Regions from separate parts of the Mus musculus genome. Here region 1 is linked to region 2. The links are chromatin contacts, called in public Hi-C maps. All regions are on one chromosome and are shown on one strand. Each heading gives the region's core, a stretch centred on a gene start, on an enhancer-like site or on the middle of the called end of the contact. The rest is flanking DNA. Distances are from core to core; before and after follow the strand shown. Region 1 overlaps Ptprn2 (protein tyrosine phosphatase, receptor type, N polypeptide 2). Region 2 overlaps Ptprn2 (protein tyrosine phosphatase, receptor type, N polypeptide 2).

Region 1 (4,334 bases), core at 579-3,078, 120 kb before region 2:
ACAGGCAGAGTTCTTTCTTTTAGTGATTTCAAGGAAATCACAGAATTCTCCTGATTTATTGCACTACAATCATCACCTTCCTCCAGTTTTATATTTTAAGACTCCCCCTCCTTTCTTCCAACTCTTTCTTCTTTCATAAAGCTTTTTATTCCTCTCATTTCTCTGCTTGGCGAGTGGACTCCTTACATAAATGCTGCAAGTTCAAACTCTAAATCAAAAGATCAGGCTTTATGTTTTTGGCACAGAGGGCCCCGCCGCACAATGGCTCTCCCATTTGATTTGGCCCAAATATTATTTCAGGACCCAAGCTCCTCTTAGCCATCTAGAGCCACTGGACTGGACATGTTTGTTTACTTATTCATTTATTGCATGTGTGAATGTGCATGCATGGACACATGCCACGATACATATATGGAGGTTTGAGGACAGCCTGTGGGAGACAGCTGCCTATCCCACCATGTAGGACCCAGGGACTAAATTCAGATTATCAAGTTTGACAGCAACTGGCTTTATCCACTGAGCCTTCTCAATAGCCCTGGGCTGGGATTTTTGATGAAAGAGGCTTAAAGCTACAACACTTCCATCAACAGAGTATGGTAAGGTGGGATTTGGAGAAAATGAGGCTGCTTCCCCATATCACTTCCTCACACCTCGTGCTTTTTCTTTGCAACCATGGATCCCCTACACAGGGTCTCAGCCAGGGTGTGCTTTAGGAGAGCCCCAGTAGTTTGTGGGGCAGAAGCACCCCAAGAACTCTTGGGGTTTCCAATGGACATGGAAGATGGACTTATTTGAAAGCATACAGTCCCTTCCTTTGAACAAAATTCTTCCTTAAGCTCTGAGTAGCAGGAGCATCAGAGGCACAGGGATGGTTACAGGGGTTTGGATGTCTGTGAAGAACAGTTATTGAGCTTGCACAGGCAAACCTCCTTGACTCTTAGAAGAGGTCTGGAAACTTTTTGGAGAGGTTCCTGAGAACCCACATCTGGTCTCAGCCACTCCACTGAGTGGGAAGCCTCTCTCCAGCAGGAGGAGCTCAGTTCCACCAGAGTAGCTCTTGCCCCTTCCCCCACAAGCACTGCTCTTGGACTCCTCCCTGCTGTGGTCTTTAAGGCCACCATGGTGATGCTGGGCCAGATAGTCTGTTCTGTCTGCCTTCAAGGTTGGGCAGATAAGCTTCAAGGCTGTTTATGGCTAGCATCAGAACTAGAAGCAGCCCCACTCCATAATGAGGGGGACCCATGCCTGGTGGAAAACTTTCTAGGCTGGTTTCTCAGCACATTCTGAGCTTTTCTTCAGGGCTATTATAATTGTCCTCTGGAGGAAACACAGCTTCATTAATGTGACTAAAATGTGAAAAGTTTTCAAGGTGTCAGAAATTAGATTTCGAAATACATCAAAATACCACCCATCTATTCGGGATGCGTGTGTGCACCACAATCTCCTCATTTCCTGTAAATTTTGTTTTGAGATATTTCTATTTGGCTTAAAAGGTTCTAATTCTGCTATCTGTCATCACACGTGTGAATTACAAGTGCCTGGAGCAGATCTGTAAATGCTGCTAGATTTCTAGCAATCACACTCTGCTTTACATTCCAGAGTCAGGAATCAAAAGAATTCGAAATACGCTAAAAGAAAAAAAAAAAAAAAAAGAAAGAAAGAAAAGAAAGAAAAAAATTCATCAAGACCAGGCTTACTGGATGAGAGAGTTAAAATTAGGAAAAAGATATGATTAGGTTTCTAAAAATTTTCTCAGCTTGAATCCTTTCCTCCCATTTTGCTACTGTAAATGTTCTCTGCCTGTCAGAGCAGCTTCCAGCCTAGAGCTGGCAAGGGATATGCCAAGGAAACATGTGGAGAGCTGGGCTCAAGGCCACGGCAGTGATACCAGCCAACGCTAAAGGTTCAAGAGGCACCAGCTTTCAAAGTGGCTGCTGGTTGAAGCAAGGGATTATAAAATAGATATTTGGGATAAGGGGCTATCTCCAGGAAGCACCGTGGCAGCAGGCTGAGCTCTTCTGAGGGCTGCTGGCTTGAATCTCAGGAGCAAAGGTGACTAGCATGGCAGAACGGTGAGGCTGAGGTCAATGGGGAGTCTCCTCCTGCTAACTCTGTCCAGACATTTTATATCTGCTATCGAAGAAAACCTGCACAAGCTCTTCCAAGGTAGACTGACCTATGCTACAGTAGAGGATACAGAACCATGAGGTAGACTGTTTACCATGAGGTAGACTGAGGTAGAGACACTAACTACCTGTAGAGCAGCATAGAACATGGAGCCACAAGGTAAGAAGAAAGACTACTCTAAAGGCATCACTGCAGAATGGAAACAGATATTTATGGTGAACACACAGGCAACCAGAGAGAAAGCCTAGATTCCTTGGTAGAAGGAAAGTGCTGGAGGCCAGAGCCTGTAAGGTGGGGTCATAAGGAGGATGAGAACACAGCTTTCCAACCTCTCCACCCCAGAACAAGCAGCTGTGTTCTGAACAGGCCACTGCAGAGCCAATCCTCAGGCTCAGGGTAGGGTATGAGAGTGTGGGTCTTATGAAAGAAGCCAAGAAAAGCTTGGAAAATGCTTGAGAACCAGGTCTATCTTAAGCAATGGGGTTGGCCCACTGTGCATCCTGACTGCCCTGGAGCAGCCGGAGGCCACACTGCAATAAGGGATGAGGTATTCAGCAACCAAACGCATGAATCACACCGTGGCCTCCCGTGTGAAGTGGGGTCTTATGCACCTGCTGCCTGTTCCTGAGTGGCTTACACACTCAACTCACGGTGTCTACATTTTCTGAAACTGGGCCATACCAATGAGTGCTGCCTGAATGTGGGTTGCTCTCAATGGCTGGATGCCACCATTTCTCCCCAAAGAAGAAACTGAACTGGAAATAGCCCCCAGCACATAAACTTGTCCTCAGCTAGAGGCAGGCAGTAACATCTAAGTGCCCACTGTCCAGTCTCCACACCACACTGTTCTCTCTGACATGGCCACTGTCCCTCATTTAGATATAGGAGATCTGAAGCCCCAAGACATTTGGCTTCTTCCTTCCTTCCACTTCACTGGCTGTTAAAGAAACAGTAAATAATCAGAGTGTCTTCAGCTGTCACCTGCTCTGCTCATCCAGCATAGCCTCAAGAACACACAGAGAAGAGTGACATTTGTCAGGCTCTTAGAATGTCCTTTGAGAAGTTTCTATCAGTTATAGACTCTCTCACTCTGCTGTCAATAACTAAGGCGCCCCCAGGCACTCAAGCCCTCTTAAGAGCTTCCAGGAAGTCCAGGTCTCTGAGAACAGCCACCAATTAAACAGCTACTGGCTCCAGAAGCCAAAGACCTGGTTGCAGAATCAGAGCCTCTGCAAAGCAGCTTTGAGTCTCTAAGTGGTTCCGTAAGGACAAGCCAATGTATATAGCGGGGAACACTTACAAACAAGCACTCCTTAATACTTAATTAACTTTAATGGCAAGTGCTGTGAAATCTGAATTTCAGACACAAGAGCATAGATTGGCTTTGGTCCACGCTGACTTGTGAGTGGCTACATGCAGCTCCCAGGAGGAACCTCAGTCACTGTTACATGTGCACTTCATTACACTGTCAGTTGGCCAAGAGAGCAGCCACCAGCAGGCACAGAGAAGACATAGTGTCTGGTTGCAGCGAGGCAATGGCTGGACACCAAAGAGTCTGACAGCATCAAGTCACTTCAAGGACAGATTCATAGCTCTGCACCTTTGTTTAAACACACATGTCTAAGTAACAAAGACACCAAATTCCCAAGGAAAGAGTGATTTCCAGGAACTAACTCATTTTCAATAATTTAAGTCCTATACATCATCATCTTTCCTGGAGTTTCCTGTTTGGTTTGTGATAGATTTTTCTTGGGGAGATACAAAACTATGATTTCAAAGGCATAACATAAGTAGTCACATTTGCCTACACCATTAGTCAGCATCTATAAACACTGGGAGGACCGATCTCCTACCAGCTGAGCCAACAAGACGCTACGTGGATTAGCCACACAATGAGCCAAACCTATGCTCTTGAATTTCACCAGCCAGCCAGCACTGAGACACCTGGTGGGCGTGAGGGCATCCATCTCTTATAAGGATACTCCTCAACCTACTCACCGGCCTGATTCCACTTTGAAGGATTGTCAGTCCAGTTGCCTTCTCCAGCTGGTCTTTGTTGTCAGCTGTGAGAAGAAAAAGAAAAATCAAAAGAACGTCAGCATAGAGAAGGGTGGGATATCGGAGAGTGTTCTCTACTGATGAATTCTCTCAAACAACTGTTTGAGCCGTCTGACTTCATGGAGATGCTATGTTGAGCAACAGGGGGG
Region 2 (4,556 bases), core at 1,392-3,891:
CCAAGGGGCCACTCTTCCCAATGATGGCCAATTAGGTCATCTTCTGCTACATATGCAGCTAAAGACACGAGTTCTGGGGGTACTGATTAGTTATATTGTTGTTCCATCTATAAGGTTGCAGACCCCTTCCACTCTTGGGTACATTCTCTAGCTCCTACATTGGGGGCCCTGTGTTCCATCCTATAGATGACTGTGAGCATCCACTTCTGTATTTGCCAGGCATTGGCAAAGCCTCACAGGAGACAGCTATATCAGCGTCCTTTCAACAAAATCTTGCTGGCGTATGCAATAGTGTCTGTGTTTGGTGGCTGATTATGGGATGGACCCCTGGGTGGGGCAGTCTCTGGATGGTTCATCCTTTTGTCTTAGCTCTAAAATTTGTCTCTGCAACTCCTTCCATGGATATTTTATTCCCTATTCTAGGGAGGAATGAAATATCCACGAGTTGGTCTTCCTTCTTGATTTTCTTGTGTTTTGGAAGTTGTATCTTGGGTTTTCTAGGTTTCTGGGCTAATATCCACTTATCAGTGAGTGCATATCAAGTGACTTCTTTTGCAGCAGCCTGAACCAATCCTGAGCAGCAGTGGGAGGAGTCAAGAGCAGCAAAGATGGGAATCACTTGTGTGCCGTGTAAATGCTTTCTCTAAAGGCCATGACTGAAAACCTGCTGCCTTTGCAAGTGTAATGAGACAAGGTGTTGATAAAGTGAAAACTGTCTTCGGGTCTAAAAGGAATGATTGTACAGCCACTTTTAATCAAAGCCGGTGTGCAGCACAGATTAGAACCGTCCCTCTCTACTGCCCTTGGACAACATGATAATTCTGTATGATGGCACTGCCCTTGTCCATCTTCACAACCCAATTCTAGTGTCAACAGGCTCCACCCATGAGGGAAGTCCAGGGAAAGGTCTCACTTTGGTGTGTGATGCGACTGGCCCGAACACACATTGCCATTCTCTTAATCCCCTTTGCACCGAAGTTCCCCCTCCTGTGAGGGGAGAACAGGAATGTCTGGTCTCTCTATGGTGATTTGCATTCTCGGTCTCTAGATGTCCTGTGGGATGCCAGTCAAAGTTAGGCCACCAATGACAACCAACAGTTTCACCCAAGTCCTATAGAATTTAAATTGTGATGTCAGGTCGGCTCCTTCCTAAATCACTCAGTACTGAAACGAATAGGGGCACACAGTGGCCAAAACATGGACTGAGGCTTTGAATGGAGGTTCCAAATCCTATCTCCTCCCCAGCTTCACCTTAGCAGCCTTAGTGGCCATGAAACCACAGTGAGGACATCAAAGAGGGCTGAGAACAATGAGGCCAGTTTCCCTGTTCCTGGTCCATGAGATACATCTAGTTGCCATGGAGACCAGCATCTGCAGAACTCCCTAAAGAAGGCTTTTTACAGACACTGCTTCCCTCTGCTTGGAGACAGCCTGCTAGCTGGGCTGAGGGGGTGGGGAAGGGCTATAGAAAGGGACCCCAGCTGAGGGGGCTACAGGAATGGGACTCTGGCAGAGGGGTTTCAGGAAGGTAGCCCAGGCCGAGGGAGTGCAGTTAGGCTGAGGGAAGCTGCACAAAGGGCTGGGGGGGGGGGGCGCAGCAAAGGAACAAGGGGAAACCCCAAGCTCTAAAGTAGGGAAGGTCTGTTGTCCTTAAAGTCCAACAGTCATCCATGTTGTGTTTGGGTAGCTCTCAGGCAGGGCTAGAACTATCACCCATGCAGTCCTTTTGTTCGATTGATCAATTTGCATCTGACATCTTCAAAATGCAGCCACCTACAGTGTTGTCCCTGCCTGTGGGTCCAATAGGCCTGTACTGTCTCACTATACTCTTGAATTTCCTGGACCTTGCTCTGGGGCTATGTGGAATTCCAGCCTCACTATGCAAGTCAGCCATCATCCAAGAGTACGCCATTACGCTGTGTATTCCTGTCCCAGGAGGAAACAGTGGGCTAGTTTGCAGACAGAACTTCAGAAAGTGTATCAGGCTTTGAGCATATTCAACACATCTGTTTATGGCAGGATTGTTCACCTAGACTACTCTCCGAGTATCTCATCTCAGGGGCCAAACGCCCTTACACTGTCCCTCATGCTCAGTGGCCCTTGTGCATACCATCTGTTCTCAGTTCTCATACTTTTCCAAAGCTGTCTCTACCTCTTAACCCTAAGACCTGCCTTCGGTTAACCCCAGGTGTGCTGATGTGACCTGTTCTGTGTGAGCACTCACAGTACTGAGGGTTAACATTGCTACAGTTGTATTTAGCATACACTCTTTCCCACAAGCCATACCTAAGATGAAGAGATGGTGCTAGGTATCAGAGGATTAAGAAGAAGAAACTACAGAGTTGGGCCATTCAAAGTTAGATAACCATATATGCAGAATCAACTACCTCCTCTCTAGCCTGAGGTGGCCCCACATAGCCTGGCCTTAAGCATCAGAGAGTCAGGCAATGGCTCAGTGACAGTGGGAGATGAGACCACAAGCAGGCATCTGTGCTCACAGGCCCTGCTGAGGCCATGGGTGAGAGCCCGTGATGAGGGGCTTGAAGCTGAAGCCAGATTTCAGAGCAAGCTTCCTATTCTCCCTTCTCCTCATCTAGTTGCCATGGGAACTGGCATCTGTAGAATTCCCCAAAGGAGGCTTTTGACAGACATTGCTTTCCTCCTGTTCAGAGTCAGTCTGCTAAGCTGGCCTGTGAGAGAAACTGCAAGATGACCTAGTGTATAGGCTCACACCCTGCCTTCCTCCCTGAATGTTTATCTTGACCTTCTTGACCTGGTGTGTACAGGCTCATACCTTATCTTCCCCCACCCCAGAGCTTATCTTGAAGCCACTTATTAGATATGCAAAGTCACTCTGTAGTGCTCGACCCTGTTTCTGGAACAAGCTACTCCCACTTAGGTGTGAAGGCACTATCATCACTAAGCTAAGAGAATAAAAGAAAGCAGACACACCCTTTGTGTATTAACAGAAAATGAAGATCAACCAGTGAAGACACAGGTGGGGTACCTCAAATCTACAAAAGACAGGTTTGACTCTGCTAAAGATGGGTGAGGTGAAGAAGGAGCAGGTTTCTGCTGAGAGCCTCTGTGAGGTAAGAACTCCTTGAAGTTGCTGTTGCTAATGAGGGTCCCTTCCACAGACACAGCCCCAGCCCCTTGGGAGCATCTTCTAGTCACTGTATGATGGCCATTGCCAGGAACTCTCCAATCAGGCATTCTCAAGTCTCTGTCTCTCTGTCTCTGTTTCTGTCTCTCTGTCTCTCTATCTCTCTCTTTCTCTCTATATCTCCTTGTCTCTCTATCTCTCTGTATCTCTCTCTCTCTCTCTCTCTCTCTCTCTCTCTCTCTCTCTCTCACACACACACACACACACACACACACACACACACACACACACACCAGGCCCTTAAGGTCATGGGAGTGAAGGGGAGACACCAATTGCTGGCAAAGAGCAAGAAAGATGTTCAAAGAGAGCCAATTAACATCCACAAACCATCAAGGGGCCACAGAGCACCATCTGCTTCTACCTGTCCATCTTCATCCTATCCTGGTGGTATTTTGACACCACAATTCTACACTGTTTATATATGTGCAGCCTAAGGTTGTCGGGGAGGAATTCAGGCAAAGTCTTACAGTCACTGCCCATCCTAGTGATAATTTGTACTACTTTGTTTTTTTTTTTTTAAAGAGTTTATTTCATTTTATAGCTTGTAGTCTCCCATCCAAAGAAGTTGTTTACTGGCTTGCTCCTCATGGCTTGCTTAGCCTGCTTTCTTATACCATCCAGCACCTCCTGCCCAGGAGTGGCACCATTCACAGTGGGCTGGATCCATCAACATAAATCATTAATCAAGAAAATGTTTCTTAGGCTTGCCCACAGGCCAATCTGGAAGGAGTGTTTTTTTCAATTGAGTGTCTCTCTTCCCAAAGGATTCTAGCTGTGTCAAGTTGATTAAACACTAGCCAGCACACTGCCTCGGGCAGAGCCTGCCTAACACATCAGCCCACGCCTGCAGGGGAGAATCTGATTTTCCATTCTGCATCCCTGTTTACACTTGTAACTGCAATAGTCAGCTTTCTGTGATTGTAATGAGACACTCAGATAGTCAACTAAGGAGGAGGACAGGTCTATTTTGGCTCACGGTTTCAGCAGGGTTGGTGTAAGGTTGTTTTGTCTGCTGCTATGGGCCTGTGGCAGCACAGTACATCATGGTAGGAGCACATGGCAGAGGGGGTTATTCACTTCAAGGAAGTTGGGAAATAAAAAGAGGAAGAGATCTGAGTCCTAATGTCACTTTCAATGATGTTTTGCGATTGGCCCAGCTTCCTTCCACTAGGGTCAGCTCATGAAGATTCCACCGTTTCCCACTACCAACAGAAGAGGAAAACTAAGCTTCTGCACAGAGCCTTTGGGGGATACTGTGTCTCCTCCCAGATCCAGCCCCAATATTAACATGGGCAAAATCAACTTTCTATTCTCTTCAGTGTGTTTATCTCTAATTGTTAGCATTCTGTCTAAGCTCTGCCCCACAGTTACCTGGCAACAGACAGGTGTG

The links. Hi-C and Micro-C count contacts between places; a contact is called where the count stands out from the background.
Region 1: a Hi-C map of cerebral cortex shows a contact between it and region 2, with 2.4 times the contacts expected there. The contact joins two enhancer-like sites. A contact is called at or near these places in 4 of 484 Hi-C or Micro-C datasets (the N1E-115 cell line, cerebral cortex, embryonic stem cells and 1 more) and 1 of 9 other capture datasets (embryonic stem cells).

The regions. Positions count from the first base shown.
Region 1 is chr12:117,022,660-117,026,993 of GRCm38.p6, reverse strand. It overlaps Ptprn2 (protein tyrosine phosphatase, receptor type, N polypeptide 2), which reads right to left. Exons shown (of 23, transcript NM_011215.2): 12 at 4,126-4,190. Among named protein-coding and RNA genes, the nearest start is that of Gm10421, 130 kb to the left of the region's middle. Within about 2 kb of position 1,828, at least 13 of the 459 cell types and tissues checked have an H3K27ac peak or open chromatin away from gene starts, as enhancers often do. A contact at or near this core is called in cerebral cortex, where this site is marked.
Region 2 is chr12:116,905,681-116,910,236 of GRCm38.p6, reverse strand. The region is part of intron 11 of Ptprn2 (protein tyrosine phosphatase, receptor type, N polypeptide 2); the gene reads right to left. Among named protein-coding and RNA genes, the nearest start is that of Gm31336, 150 kb to the right of the region's middle. Within about 2 kb of position 2,641, at least 36 of the 459 cell types and tissues checked have an H3K27ac peak or open chromatin away from gene starts, as enhancers often do. A contact at or near this core is called in cerebral cortex, where this site is marked.